Linked DNA regions of Mus musculus: all the other regions are linked to region 3. The links are chromatin contacts, called in public HiChIP or PLAC-seq and promoter capture Hi-C maps. All regions are on one chromosome and are shown on one strand. Each heading gives the region's core, a stretch centred on a gene start, on an enhancer-like site or on the middle of the called end of the contact. The rest is flanking DNA. Distances are from core to core; before and after follow the strand shown. Region 1 overlaps Gm35154 (a long non-coding RNA gene). Region 2 overlaps Gm35154 (a long non-coding RNA gene). Region 3 holds the start of Prdm1 (PR domain containing 1, with ZNF domain). Region 4 holds the start of Atg5 (autophagy related 5).

Region 1 (3,082 bases), core at 32-2,531, 200 kb before region 3:
GTTTATGGGCACAGATCCTGTGATCATGGGGCTATGATTAGCAGATGCTGACAGTGTGACAGTGGAAAAGGCATGAATCACCATTGCTCCATATAGGAGAAAACCAAACAACATCAACCGTCCTTAGAAGTTAACTTCTCTTTCCATCGTCTAAGCTGTGGAGACTGACTTGGTACTGTGCAACAGGGCAGAGAAGGAGAAGGAGAAGGAGAGAGAAGGGGAAGGACTATATTTTCTATTTGGAAATTCCACTTACGAAAAAACTCATGATTTGTGAAAATATAAATCCTTAATTTGTAAGAAACAGCTAATGACATCATAAATGTATTTAACTACTGAGTTTCCAAAGGACCCAAAGCTGCATTTCCTAAGTGGTCATATCAATAGAAACACATTCACTACACTTCAGTCTAAACAACTGAGAACTAGAAATACGAAGGGTACATAAGAAGGCAAAGAAAATTGATGACTTCTTCATATTTCTAAGAATTGTCTATCAATGAGTTTGGCTTGATGATTGAGACTTTCAATAATATGCCAAAAGACTAGAAGTAATGTGTTTTCATCTAGAAATAGCAAGGGAAAGGGCCAGAAAAAATACCTTTTCTGAACACAGACGAAGACCTTTGTTAAGGTCTGCACAACATGGCTTAGCTAAGATGCTTTACCTGTCTTCAGACTTAACAAAAAACAAAACAAACAAAAGAAATACTGATCTCAACTGAAGTGATACACAGAGAACAAGGCATCTCTGTGCAAGCCTGCCTGGATAAGTAAGAGAGACTAATATGCATTAACTAAGGGCAGTGTTTGAGAAAAACTTAATAACTTGGAAGGTTTGAATGTTCTGAACTTGTGGCATCTGCCCCTTTGAATGGGATTCAGTCATCCCATATCTTGAGTGTCCCTTTCAAAAACAGCTCTCAAGTAAAAGTGCATACACCCCCTGTCACAGAAGCAAGTCAGAAAATAGCTTCCTTTCATCTTTGTGTGGGCCCTCTCTACTCTGGATCTGAGCGCTGACCCTTAATAACTAATGGAAAGTAGGCCAGGAAAATCAACTAACTACAGGCAACCAAGGAGAAGAAATGTTCTCAAAATTCTACATAAGGTAGACTATGTTAAGACAACTGAGCTTATGTGCTGGTTTGTTTGTTTGTTTGTTTGTTTGTTTGTTTGTTAATCTCTCCATGATGACCCACAGAGGAGCACAGGAAATACCCCAGGGTTAGACAAGGCCTTCCTTCATCCACAGCTGAGTCTGATGAGGTTCTCCTGGCAGCACCCCAAAGCCAAAAAAGACTTTGTTTCTGTCTTCTCAAAGTCCTGACCTCCAGGATTTAAGGAACCAATAACAGTTTCTCATTTCTTGAGTTATTTTTCTCATGCAACCCATGGCAGCTGTTTGCCAGCTCAGCATTCAGACTAATTTGTTGCAGAAAATGGGGTAAACACATGTTTACCAAGATCTCAGGATTACCATGAGGCCTAAGTGCGTATTATACGTGACCAAGTAAGACATGTGAGACTTTCATTAGCTTTCTGTATTACAAAATCAGAACTTGAGGTCCAGAACACTTCTTTTTGAGATATCTTGGTTTCCCACATTTGTTATTTTATTTTGGTTTGGTTTGGAAAGACAGATGACATGTTATTCTGAAACACTGAAGACTGTACTTCTGTATTAGTTACAGTACATTTAAAAAACAGTTTTTGCCTATATGTACAGGAACTGTGGGATTTAAGGGTAGACAGGTAATCCTGCATGCTTACTTTGTAGACTAAAAATTCTGTGCAGTTAATGAAGGGAGAGTATATGCTGCTTGAGTTGTTTCACACATTAAATCCTATTAATGTTCAAGTTCATATATTTTTATCATGCTACTATTTGCCTTCAGTTGGGAAAAAAAAAAGTAACATTAATTTCAGAAAGACAAACTGCCCTTTGGTTGTCCTGTCTGTAGCTGACAGCTCTTAGCAGCCACATGCATTTACTTCCTTAAAAATAGTTTCCAGGAACTCTTCAGTGAGCCAGAGCTTCCCAAGACAAAGCCAGCATGCTGCCCCTCTGCCTTCCCTGGAATTCTGAGCAACAGTTGGTGAGGAAAAGGCATAGTGTTGAGGGAACATTTTCCTCAAGTTTAAAGCCTGCTCAAACATCAGAGTTGCAATCCAACTGAAGTATTTTGGTGCATGATTGTATGCATCTATCCATGTCCAAATGCAACTTCCGGTTGCTAAGATGAGAGCGCAGTCAAAATATTTGATGCAATAGTGAAAAGGCTTCTTAGATATCAAAGAGTGTCAAAACCACACTACTATGAGTTAAGTGTAAATGAATCAAAAACTTGTGACTCGTATTTCCCTAAGAACACACATGGATTTTTTGTTAAGAAGAAATGAATGAAGAAAAAAAAAGTCCCAACACAATAAAGTTGGCATATTGTTCACTAATGCTTAAAAGAAAATAATTAAGTACTTACAAAACACACGAAAGGGATTTGACTAACCAGATCTGAGAGTACAGGCATGTTTCTCAGCTGTTCCCAGCCCAGTGCATCTATCTTCAGGGACCTATCTCCTATGACTCAACCCAACTGAAGCACAAAAGCACATACTCTTAGTCAAGTTATAATGAAAAACAGACTCAGGCACGGTGATACATGCCTTTAATTCCAGCACGCGGGAGGCAGACACAGACAGATCTTTGTGAGTTTGAGGCTAGCCTTGTTCACAGAGCAAGTTCTAAGGCAGTAGGGCTTACATAGAGAGACCCAGTTTCTAGGAAAATTTTTAAGTAAAAAGGAAAACAACAGTTTATTTTCTTTTTAAAATATAATACATTATTCCCTATTTTTAACAAAGAAACACTCGTTTGTTCAACATTTATCAAACACCTATATATTCCCTGTTCTAGGCTCAGGGATTTCAGTGGTAAATGAGACAGAAACAGATCAATATTTATGAAGTATATCATAAGAGAAAACTTTCCTGTTATGGTAGTATGGGAAAATGCCTCAGTTATTGTCAAACATTTTGATTTAGTCATATGAACAATGGATTTTGTGAGGCTCCTAAACAT
Region 2 (2,975 bases), core at 74-2,573, 220 kb before region 3:
GCATGCTCCTCAAAGCACTCTTCAGCCACTGCTCTGTGGATAGCAAACCCTGCCATCTACATACCTGTGTTCTTTCAAAAAGTTGACGTGTAAACTAAAATTCAATTTCATCCATAAGCAGCTGCTTTTACCTAAGTCTGTCTGATTTCCTTGTGCTCCATTACTCCCTGGCTAGCTTGTAGCACCTTACTTTGGACAACAGTGGGTGCCCTGCCCCTGCCAAAACATGTTGTGCTCCAGTTAATATACTATATTTTTTAAAAGATCCAGAGACGCAATAGCCAATAACATGATTACTTACTCACAACATGCCAATGAAATATTAGTATTTGTCTAATCATGAACATTATCCACAAACTTGTAACAGTGGGATCATCAAGGGCTCTCCCTCTGCTCACCCACACTTCTTCAACCACTATACCTATAGACTCACAAAGACATTTGGGTATTGGCAAATGAACCCCTCCTTGTTTGGGGAGATGAGCCTGGGCCTGAATTTTGTACTAGAATTACTTTAAGTGGTTTCAGTAAGCGTGGTTCAACACCTGTGCCATCAGCATCATCTGAGAACTTGCTAGAAGTGTAAATTCTCAGGTTGTATCCCTGAATTATTGAATTGGAAATTATAGGGGTGGAGCATAGACATCTGTTGTTATTTATAGTGTTCCCATTGAAGAAAGAAGGAAAGAAATGCTGATTTAAGGACCTGGCATCATTCCTGAAGATGGAACCAGAAGAAAAGAACATTATGCTCCCCATTACTGCCTGTCCATGAAGTCTTTCTCCGGCCAACATTTGCTTTACATGTGCAAATCCCTAGGGAGAAGTATTTCTTCTTTGACTTTACTGGAGCAAATACTGAATAGAAAAACACATTACAATGCACCCAGTGATCAAATATCTGACCTCAATTATGCTCACTGTATTTTGTTTGATGCTTATCAGAGTTCTAGCAATATATGAGTCAGTGTAAAAAATGGATCCTATATATCTACTCCAGTGAACACCTAACCAATACTATGTCATAGTCTGATAAAAGAATTTTTCAGCTAAAAAAGACTGCCAACAAGCATCTCTTATTAAGATGCAAATCAAGCACTTTGAATGAAAAAGTTGGTATCTGGAACTTGGGAACTTTCACTGATGGAAAAGTTGAGAACATTTAGTTGGGGAATGGGCATTTGAGCTAATCCAGCTGCAAATTACATTTTTAGAATTGGACAAATGCACTGTCCAATTAGAGAAGGGTGTATGGGACAGGGCAGTAGCAGAGGAATGACATCCTGAAGAACTAAGGACTAGAGCACAGAGCTGGAGTGAGTGTGACGTAAGAGGAAGTAGAGGGAACAAGATGCACACAGTGGTGCTTTCCTTCATTATTTTAACAGATCACCACAACTTCTGTTTGAGACTAGAAGGAAGCCGGAAGTGAGTCACCACTGAGGTAGTTCAGCAGGACATAAAGGTAGTTAAAGCAGGGGAAGATAGAGAGAAACAGACAGATTTCGGAGCATATAGATTTTCTGATACAGAGTGGAGGAAGCAGGAGTCCAGGCTGACTCCTGAGTTTCAGCTGCAGGGAACTCATTAGCACAAACCCATAACTCAAGGTCTTCCTCTAGAAGAAGACCAAAAGGAAGCAGGCTGAGAAAAACCAGAAGGAAAGACTGTTGCAATGGTAATGGAAGACAATGGAAGAATGAGAGGTTCTGATTCCTACTCATAGAGAAGAACTCAGAAAGAATTGCCATTTTATAGGACACATATTACAACTAGGCATCCTGGCAGAGAATGTGTCCCAGGTTCTTCCTCAGGGAAAAATTTACTCTATCCTTTCAAACCTTATCTCTAATTATAGAGATTTTCATTTTGTCATAAGGATAGATGAAGTCATTAAAGTCTAGTCAAACAAAAAGCTATTTGACCAAATTAATTGTGTCTATAAAATATATGACAGAAGTCTCAGCTGCCCAAGATTCTGTCCCATAATTCTGACTTTTTGATAGCATTGAAAATATCTTAGTCCTAAGACAACTTGCCTCAGAACTTCCCGTGAAGTCTATCAAATATTACCTCAGGTAAAAAACTTCTTCAATCAGTGATGGCCCAGCACTTGGGAGGCAGAAGCAGGAAGATTTCTACAAGTTTGAGGCCAGTGTGGTCTTTAGAGCGAGTTCCAGGATAGCCAAGGGTATACATCAAAACCCTGTCTTGGAAAAATTAATGTTAAACAACAACAACAACAAAAACCTACTTCATACTCAAGGATCCACACAGGCAGGTATAACAAGTTGGCCATCACACAAAAGTCAGCCTAAAGGTTAAAGGCTAGCTGCCAGGACCAGAACCTCAGTCTTCTCATGTCCCCCAGCAATGCAAGTGAAATATAAAATGGGCATCCAGGGCAGCTATGGACTGGGAAGCAACAGAGAAGCATGCACATATGAAACCTAAAGATTCTGTGCACTTGGGAGCTTATACTTTCCTCCAGATACAGGTTATCCTTCACCAAAAATAAAATAAACATCAACAGAAATGTTGTTTGCTTTTGAGTTGTTTACCCTGGGTTACAGGGCCTGATGCTGGTACAATTTCTGTCAAGCTGTTAGTTTCACTTTAACTTTTATTCCAAATGATTCTTTGGCAAGAATGGGACAAGGCTGAAGCAGGTGGCCTCCGAGCATGCATCTATAACTCCCACGTACTGCACTAGGCACTGAAGCTACATCAACTACACTTGATCATCACAGAAATCCAATGGGCTGGTGACTAACCGTTTCATTTCACAGATGAGGAAACTGAGACTTGAAAGCATTAGATAACTTATTACACATGTCTAAGTCAAATACCAGTGAGCTTTTTAGCAAGCCCAATGTTAAAAGAAGCAACACTGTCCAAGGAGAAGTATGACCACATATCAAGCTCTGCCATTAGACAAAGTCAAAATGAGAAGACAGCCAAAGGGGATGGAAGTA
Region 3 (2,896 bases), core at 51-2,550:
TTGGGCTTTTGTTTTGCTGTGTTTCATTTCTTCCTGTAAACAAATACTCAAATGTCCACTTCATTGTATGACTAAGTTGGTATCATTAGGTTGGGTCTGGGTGTGTGAATGTGGGTGTGGATCTGGATGTGGGTGGGTGTGTATGCCCCGTGTGTTTAGAATACTAGAAAAGATACCACATCGTAAACTTTTGGGAGAGATGATTTTTAAAAATGGGGGTGGGGGTGAGGGGAACCTGCGATGAGGCAAGCAAGATAAGGGGAAGACTTGAGTTTCTGTGATCTAAAAAGTCGCTGTGATGGGATGCTGGCTATAAATGGGCCCTTAGCAGCATTGTTTCTGTGAATTGGAGGATCCCTGCTGAAGGCAAAAGACCATTGAAGGAAGTACCGCATCTGGTTTGTTTTGTAATGAGAAGCAGGAATGCAAGGTCCACGCTCTTAATAATAAACAAACAGGACATTGTATGCCATCATCACAGGATGTCCTTCCTTCTCCAGAAGACAGACTGGGGCTGAAGGAAAAGCCGGCCAGGCTCAGAACGAGCCCCACTAATTACTGCCTCCAACAGCTTTCCACTCACTGCCCCCAGCCCAACATCCCCTTTTTAACTGGGAAGCATTCCTACTCTCCATTGTACGCACACGCTCGGAAGCCTGGCTGTGGGTTTGGGCATGAGAGGCAGGGACAACAAAACCAGTATATATGATTATAACTTTTTCCTGTTTCCCTATTTCCAAATGGTCGAAAGGAGGAAGTTAGGTCTACCTAAGCTGAATGTATTCAGTTAGCAGGAGAAATGAAATCCTATACGTTTAATACTAGAGGAGAACCGCCTTAGAATATTTATTTCATTGGCAATGACTCCAGGACTACACAGCGAAATTGTATTGCATGTGCTGCCAAAATACTTTAGCTCTTTCCTTCGAAGTACGTCGGATCCTGTAATTGAGACACCGAGTTTAGGTGACTAGGGTTTTCTTTTGAGGAGGAGTCCCCCACCCCGCCCCGCTCTGCCGCGACAGGAAGCTAGCGATCCGGAGGACTTAGAATACAATCGTAGTGTGGGTAAACATGGAGGGCAAGCGCCTGCAAAGGGAAGTAAGAAGATTCCCAGTCCTTGTTGAAATCCATTTGCAAACAGAGGAAGCTGCCGCGGGTCGCAGTCGGTGGGGGGAAGCCCTGAACCCCACGCTGCACGGCTGGGCTGGCCAGGTGCGGCCACGCCCCCATCGCGGCGGCTGGTAGGAGTGAATCAGACCGTCAGTATTGGTAAAGAAGTCTGCGGCAGGGCAGGGAGGGGGAAGAGTAGTCAGTCGCTCGCTCACTCGCTCGCTCGCACAGACACTGCTGCAGTGACACTCGGCCCTCCAGTGTCGCGGAGACGCAAGAGCAGCGCGCAGCACCTGTCCGCCCGGAGCGAGCCCGGCCCGCGGCCGTAGAAAAGGAGGGACCGCCGAGGTGCGCGTCAGTACTGCTCAGCCCGGCAGGGACGCGGGAGGATGTGGACTGGGTGGACATGAGAGAGGCTTATCTCAGATGTTGGATCTTCTCTTGGAAAAACGTGTGGGTACGACCTTGGTAAGGAACCAGATTCTGTCTTTAATACGATTTGAAACCTTTTATCCCTTTTTCTTTCTTCCTTTTTTTTTTAACTTTTCTTTTCTCCCCCCTCCCCCTTTTAAAAAAAAAAAAAGAATGAAGCCTCAGTAGAAACCAGCGCTTCTGTTTTAGTACGCGGAGCACTGTCAAACATTTAGAAGACTTTTTTCCTCCGTATGAATCATTAACCCTTTCAGTTCTAGACATAATTGTCAATTCACTGAAATTTCAGTAGTGGTTCTTGTCCGCTTCGCCACTCGCTGCCTTTACATTACTGTAACTATCCCGGGTTGACTTAGGTTTTCACTTGTATTTAACATCGTTTGTTCCACATGACCTTACATGTTGGAACTAAATAAGAATGAGATAGTTTAAGTTGTACCCGGGACAAGGACAAGTAAGCATCTTTCCCCTTCTCGGAGCGTCCTATCTAGGGACGAATTGTAAAGACCAGCTCCGGAGAGGGACTCCCGCTGTACTGTGTTTACATTTTCACAAGCGCGCGTTCTAACATGGTTATCCTTATTCCTAATTTTTATCTGCGGCGTCTATGTGGGAATACGTTGCAGAGGCTGTTTTATCTTTCTTGCTTTTCCTCTTTGGAAAGGACTTTTTCCGAGGGCAGATAAGAGGAGGATCCCCAAGTCTTCTGTATAACTTTAGTTACAGTAAACTGTGCCACTTCAGTGACTTCTGGGAATTCATGCACTTTCACATTTAAATAGAAAGTGCTATTTGTGGCTGAGGGCTCCTAAAGGAATTCTCTTCAGGGAATTCTATTGACTTTTTTTTTAATATGTTTTGTTTTTAATTTTTCTATCTGGCTCGAGATGCCCACGGATTAAAAAAACAAACAAAACTGCTGGGTGTTTCCCTCTTCCCCAATTTTTCTTTTCCTGTGGTCCATGGGAGCTCGGGAAGGCTGGTACTCAAGGATGCTGGCAGGATGCAACCCCTCTCAGGCTTGCCTGCTGGAGGATGAAAGAGACTGAACGCGCGCGCGCGCGCGGCAGAGGGAGGGGACCTAGTTGTTTTGAAAGTTGCTTCGCTAGGGAGCTGGTGGGAAAGTTCAGTTTTCCCCATTTGGAAAAGGCAGACTGGGTTCCGCTCCTGCACCACACGTGTTTTCCATTTTTAGCTTCATTCAGACGCAGGCAGCGCCCCTGCCTCTTCCTCCCCTTGTTTGTGACACTTCTCTGAGACAGCTTTTCCACAGCTCTGAGGGTCTGGCGGCCATGACCCCGGGCGTCCCGGGACACAGGACGCAGCAGCGCCCACAACACATTTCTGCCTT
Region 4 (3,109 bases), core at 272-2,771, 190 kb after region 3:
ACCCATTCCATTTCATTGGCTTATCCTTTTTCTAGAACTTTCTATCACCTGGAAAATACTTTTTTCCCCTTGGGACAGGTGCTCACTGTGTCACTCTGATTAGTCTAAAACTCACTATGCAGACCGGGATTAAAGCTGTGTGTGTGTGTTTGTGTGTTCTTTTCGGAGACAAGAGTCTTGCTCTGTAGTACAGGCTGGCCTCCAACCCAAAGCAACCTTCCTTCCTCAGCTTCTCTAGCACAAGGATTAGAAACGTGGGCAATCACAGTTGGGGTTTGTTTTGTTTTCGGGTTATAGTTTGGTTTTGTGCTGCTCAAGATCCAATGCAGGGCCAAAAAATGCTAGGTTGTTTTTGGGCTTTGGAGGATGTTGTCTGTGTGTTGCAAAGAGTACCATGCCCTCTAGGATTGCAGCAAACTCACTAAATAGCCAAGGCTGGCCTTAAACTCCTGATTTTCCTGCCTTCACCCCACCTCCACTGCTGGAATTAAAGGTACAGGCCACAAAACTGGGCTCAAAGTACAATTAAACTTAGTGTAACATTCTCACCTGCCAAGACAACTACCATAAAGCCAATGTTCTTGTTCTCAAATTTCAATTCAAACAATAATTTTAATGAAGTCAGAATATTTGCATCTGACTCAAATACTCGGTATCAAGGACCCAAGATACTTATCAGGTGAATTCTAGAAGGCTTTAGATAGTCAACTGCTCCTGGGGTTCTGACTAGTGAAGACTTGCTATGCTTTCTCAGTGAAAACAATGCTACATGCTTTGGGAGAAAAACCTACATGCCACCCAGATTCTTAGGTTCCTCAAGTTTATATTCTTTGAGAGCAATTTCAACAAAGTAACTAAATAAACGAAAGTGTTCTACTAACAGAAAAATGCATTTGTTAGTATTAAGTACTAAAATTAAACTGAGACTCAAAGAACTGCATCGAAGAGAAACAGTCTGCGTTTAGATAGAATCAAAAAGCACCGAAACAATTACGATTTAAATAAAATGCAAGTCCTTAACTTGAGCTCCAGACTCGATGCTACATTTCCTACCTTAGTAAGGAACTGACATACTAACTACCCAAAGGGACAGCTAGACTGCCCAAGGGCTCCCGGGCCGGTGTCTCGCCAACCCCACCTCCGCCCAGCGGCACCGCCTCCCCCGCCATCCCTCCGGGTGCGCTCTTTACACGGGCCGCTCGCCCGCAGCCCCTGCCCCTGCCCGGTCCCACTCCCGCCCCACACTTCCACGCCCGGGACACACATGAGCCCTACCCGAGGTGCCGGCTCTGCTCCGGCTTCCCGCAGCGCGAAAGCCGCTCGGTCGGGTTCTGTCTGCCGGGATCACACTGTCCTGCAGAGGCGCAGGAGCAGAAGTCCCAGTGCGCGCGCAGCCGCACAGTGCTGCCGCCCGGGTCAGAAAACAGCCCGACGGGCACTTCCGCCCTCGGAACCAGAGTGAACCGCAGCGCCGGGCGCCCACCGTAGGTCCAGTCACCCTCGGCGCCCGGAGATGACGTCACCAAGACCACGTGGCAAGCGCTCCGCCCTCCGAGCGCGGCCCAACCTGGCAAGACCTGAGTTGCTCCTGAGCGTGCGCAGACACACAGGGAGCGCCTGAACTCGGAACGAGTTTGCCGGTTTTCTTCTTGGATGGACAGAACGCAGTCGTTGGTGTTCCCGGTTGTCAGTGTGACAGTTGTGGAAGAACAGAGAAATAAAGGATCCTGAGACATCGGCTGCCGTGGTAGCAGCATTTTTCTCTTCCTCACAAAACAGTATTGTAAAAACCTTACTTTTAAGGGTGGTTGGGATGGTTTAATTTAGTTGGGTTAGAGTCAGGACAGGGGTATCAAGCTGCAAGTCTGGGACTTAACTAGGTATCTCGTGTTCCTCAGTCTCCCAAGTGCTAGAACTGCAGACGTGAGCCACCACACCCGGCTTTCAAGGTAAACCACATTCATTTGCTCGGTAGAACCTCCCCACTCCTGTAGGACCACAGTAGGCATTAGTGGCTGTATTTAACCCCAGTTGGTAAAAGTACCAAAACCTCCCTCACCTCTAAGAGTACCTTTCCTACTCTTATTGCTTTGAAAATAAAACAAAACGTAAAGAGTACTTGATCTGGGTCTTCACTCACCAAACATTTTAACACCCTCCTCCTCGTCCTCCTCCACCTTCTCTTCCTCCTTCTCTTCTCCCCTCTTACTCTTCTCTTTCCTTCCCCCACCCGGAGAGGATGAGGTGTCCAACTAGATCCTAAGAGATGGTAAATGGAGCCCCGGGAGCTGCAGTTACAGGCAGTTGTGAGGCACCCAGTGCAGGCACTGGAAATGATTTTAGTCTTTTGCGAGATCAGTGAGCACAATTAACTCTTAACTACACTGATCTGTAGGTATTTCTCCAGCCTTTTTTTTTCTTTCCTTTCTTCCTCCTTTTTTGGGTTTGAGACAAGCTCTCGTGCAACGCTGACTGACCTCAAACTCTATGTATAATCATGGATACTCTTTAACCCCCATCCTCCGATCTGACCTTGAATTTACCATCCTTCTGCTTCAATTTCTCTACTGGAATTTCTGCCACGACACTTTGCTCTGTCAGCAGCGGCAGAGCCTGGCTAGAGCCATGAATCTAAATAAAGGCAGTGTTACCTGAAGAAACCCAAGAGGGTCTTGTCAGACTTCTGTTGAGGAGAAGCTGGGTTGGCCTTCATAAGGCTCCACCTAATGTAATTTGGTGCCATTCTCTGGTTATCCTGGGTGTGGACCTTGTACCAGTGTCCACGTCCTGGCCAGTACTTAATAAAACTTGCTCCAAATTTGCCTCAAACTTTGTTGTAGTGATCTTGCTCTTGTCCCATGAGTTTGACACCTTTCTTTTGTGAGGTTCCTTGAGCCTTGGAGGAGATGGTGTCCCTTTTATGGCTGAGCATACAATAGTCATTTATTTTCAGTGCTTAGACCAGGTATGATTTCAGCTAGTAACTGATTACTGAGTTTAATATAGTAGAGATTTCTGCTTTGAGTAGGTGGAGTGTGTTGGAATTCTGTCTAAACTCCACCCCCACAGTTCCTGCCAGCAGCCAGGTATGCTCCTCCTCACAGTTACC

What was found. Promoter capture Hi-C pulls out the DNA fragments that hold promoters and counts their contacts. HiChIP or PLAC-seq counts read pairs in DNA pulled down with a chosen protein or histone mark.
Region 1: a contact with region 3 is called in a promoter capture Hi-C map of macrophages, with 11 read pairs. The contact joins the enhancer-like site here to the promoter of Prdm1 in region 3. A contact is called at or near these places in 1 of 39 promoter capture datasets (macrophages), 4 of 484 Hi-C or Micro-C datasets (bone marrow-derived macrophages, macrophages and uterus), 6 of 115 datasets of contacts at active chromatin or transcription factors (bone marrow-derived dendritic cells, bone marrow-derived macrophages, embryonic stem cells and 3 more) and 5 of 9 other capture datasets (adipose tissue, bone marrow-derived macrophages, liver and 2 more).
Region 2: a contact with region 3 is called in a BATF HiChIP or PLAC-seq map of CD8 T cells, with 13 read pairs. The contact joins the enhancer-like site here to the promoter of Prdm1 in region 3. A contact is called at or near these places in 1 of 39 promoter capture datasets (macrophages), 2 of 15 datasets of contacts at CTCF or cohesin (large pre-B cells and pro-B cells), 5 of 484 Hi-C or Micro-C datasets (B cells, adipose-derived mesenchymal stem cells, cerebral cortex and 1 more), 14 of 115 datasets of contacts at active chromatin or transcription factors (the 230-238 cell line, CD8 T cells, bone marrow-derived dendritic cells and 6 more) and 4 of 9 other capture datasets (adipose tissue, embryonic stem cells, liver and 1 more).
Region 4: an H3K4me3 HiChIP or PLAC-seq map of the 230-238 cell line shows a contact between it and region 3, with 29 read pairs. The contact joins the promoter of Atg5 here to the promoter of Prdm1 in region 3. A contact is called at or near these places in 6 of 39 promoter capture datasets (HPC-7-derived erythroid cells, hematopoietic stem and progenitor cells, hippocampal neurons and 2 more), 11 of 484 Hi-C or Micro-C datasets (B cells, CD4 T cells, LSK cells and 4 more), 13 of 115 datasets of contacts at active chromatin or transcription factors (the 230-238 cell line, the SCID.adh cell line, bone marrow-derived macrophages and 6 more) and 4 of 9 other capture datasets (adipose tissue, embryonic stem cells, liver and 1 more).

What each region holds. Positions count from the first base shown.
Region 1 is chr10:44,656,745-44,659,826 of GRCm38.p6, reverse strand. All of the region lies in intron 2 of Gm35154 (a long non-coding RNA gene), which reads right to left. Among named protein-coding and RNA genes, the nearest start is that of Gm35154, 59 kb to the right of the region's middle. Within about 2 kb of position 1,281, at least 11 of the 459 cell types and tissues checked have an H3K27ac peak or open chromatin away from gene starts, as enhancers often do. A contact at or near this core is called in bone marrow-derived macrophages and macrophages, where this site is marked.
Region 2 is chr10:44,675,124-44,678,098 of GRCm38.p6, reverse strand. All of the region lies in intron 2 of Gm35154 (a long non-coding RNA gene), which reads right to left. Among named protein-coding and RNA genes, the nearest start is that of Gm22503, 56 kb to the left of the region's middle. Within about 2 kb of position 1,323, at least 17 of the 459 cell types and tissues checked have an H3K27ac peak or open chromatin away from gene starts, as enhancers often do. A contact at or near this core is called in CD8 T cells, bone marrow-derived macrophages and trophoblast stem cells, where this site is marked.
Region 3 is chr10:44,457,152-44,460,047 of GRCm38.p6, reverse strand. Prdm1 (PR domain containing 1, with ZNF domain) reads left to right here and starts at 1,300. Exons shown (of 7, transcript NM_007548.4): 1 at 1,300-1,581. The coding sequence starts at 1,540.
Region 4 is chr10:44,266,751-44,269,859 of GRCm38.p6, reverse strand. Atg5 (autophagy related 5) reads right to left here and starts at 1,521. Exons shown (of 8, transcript NM_053069.6): 1 at 1,276-1,521. It overlaps Gm40637 (a long non-coding RNA gene), which reads left to right and starts at 1,658. Exons shown (of 2, transcript XR_871625.2): 1 at 1,658-1,747; 2 at 1,899-2,118.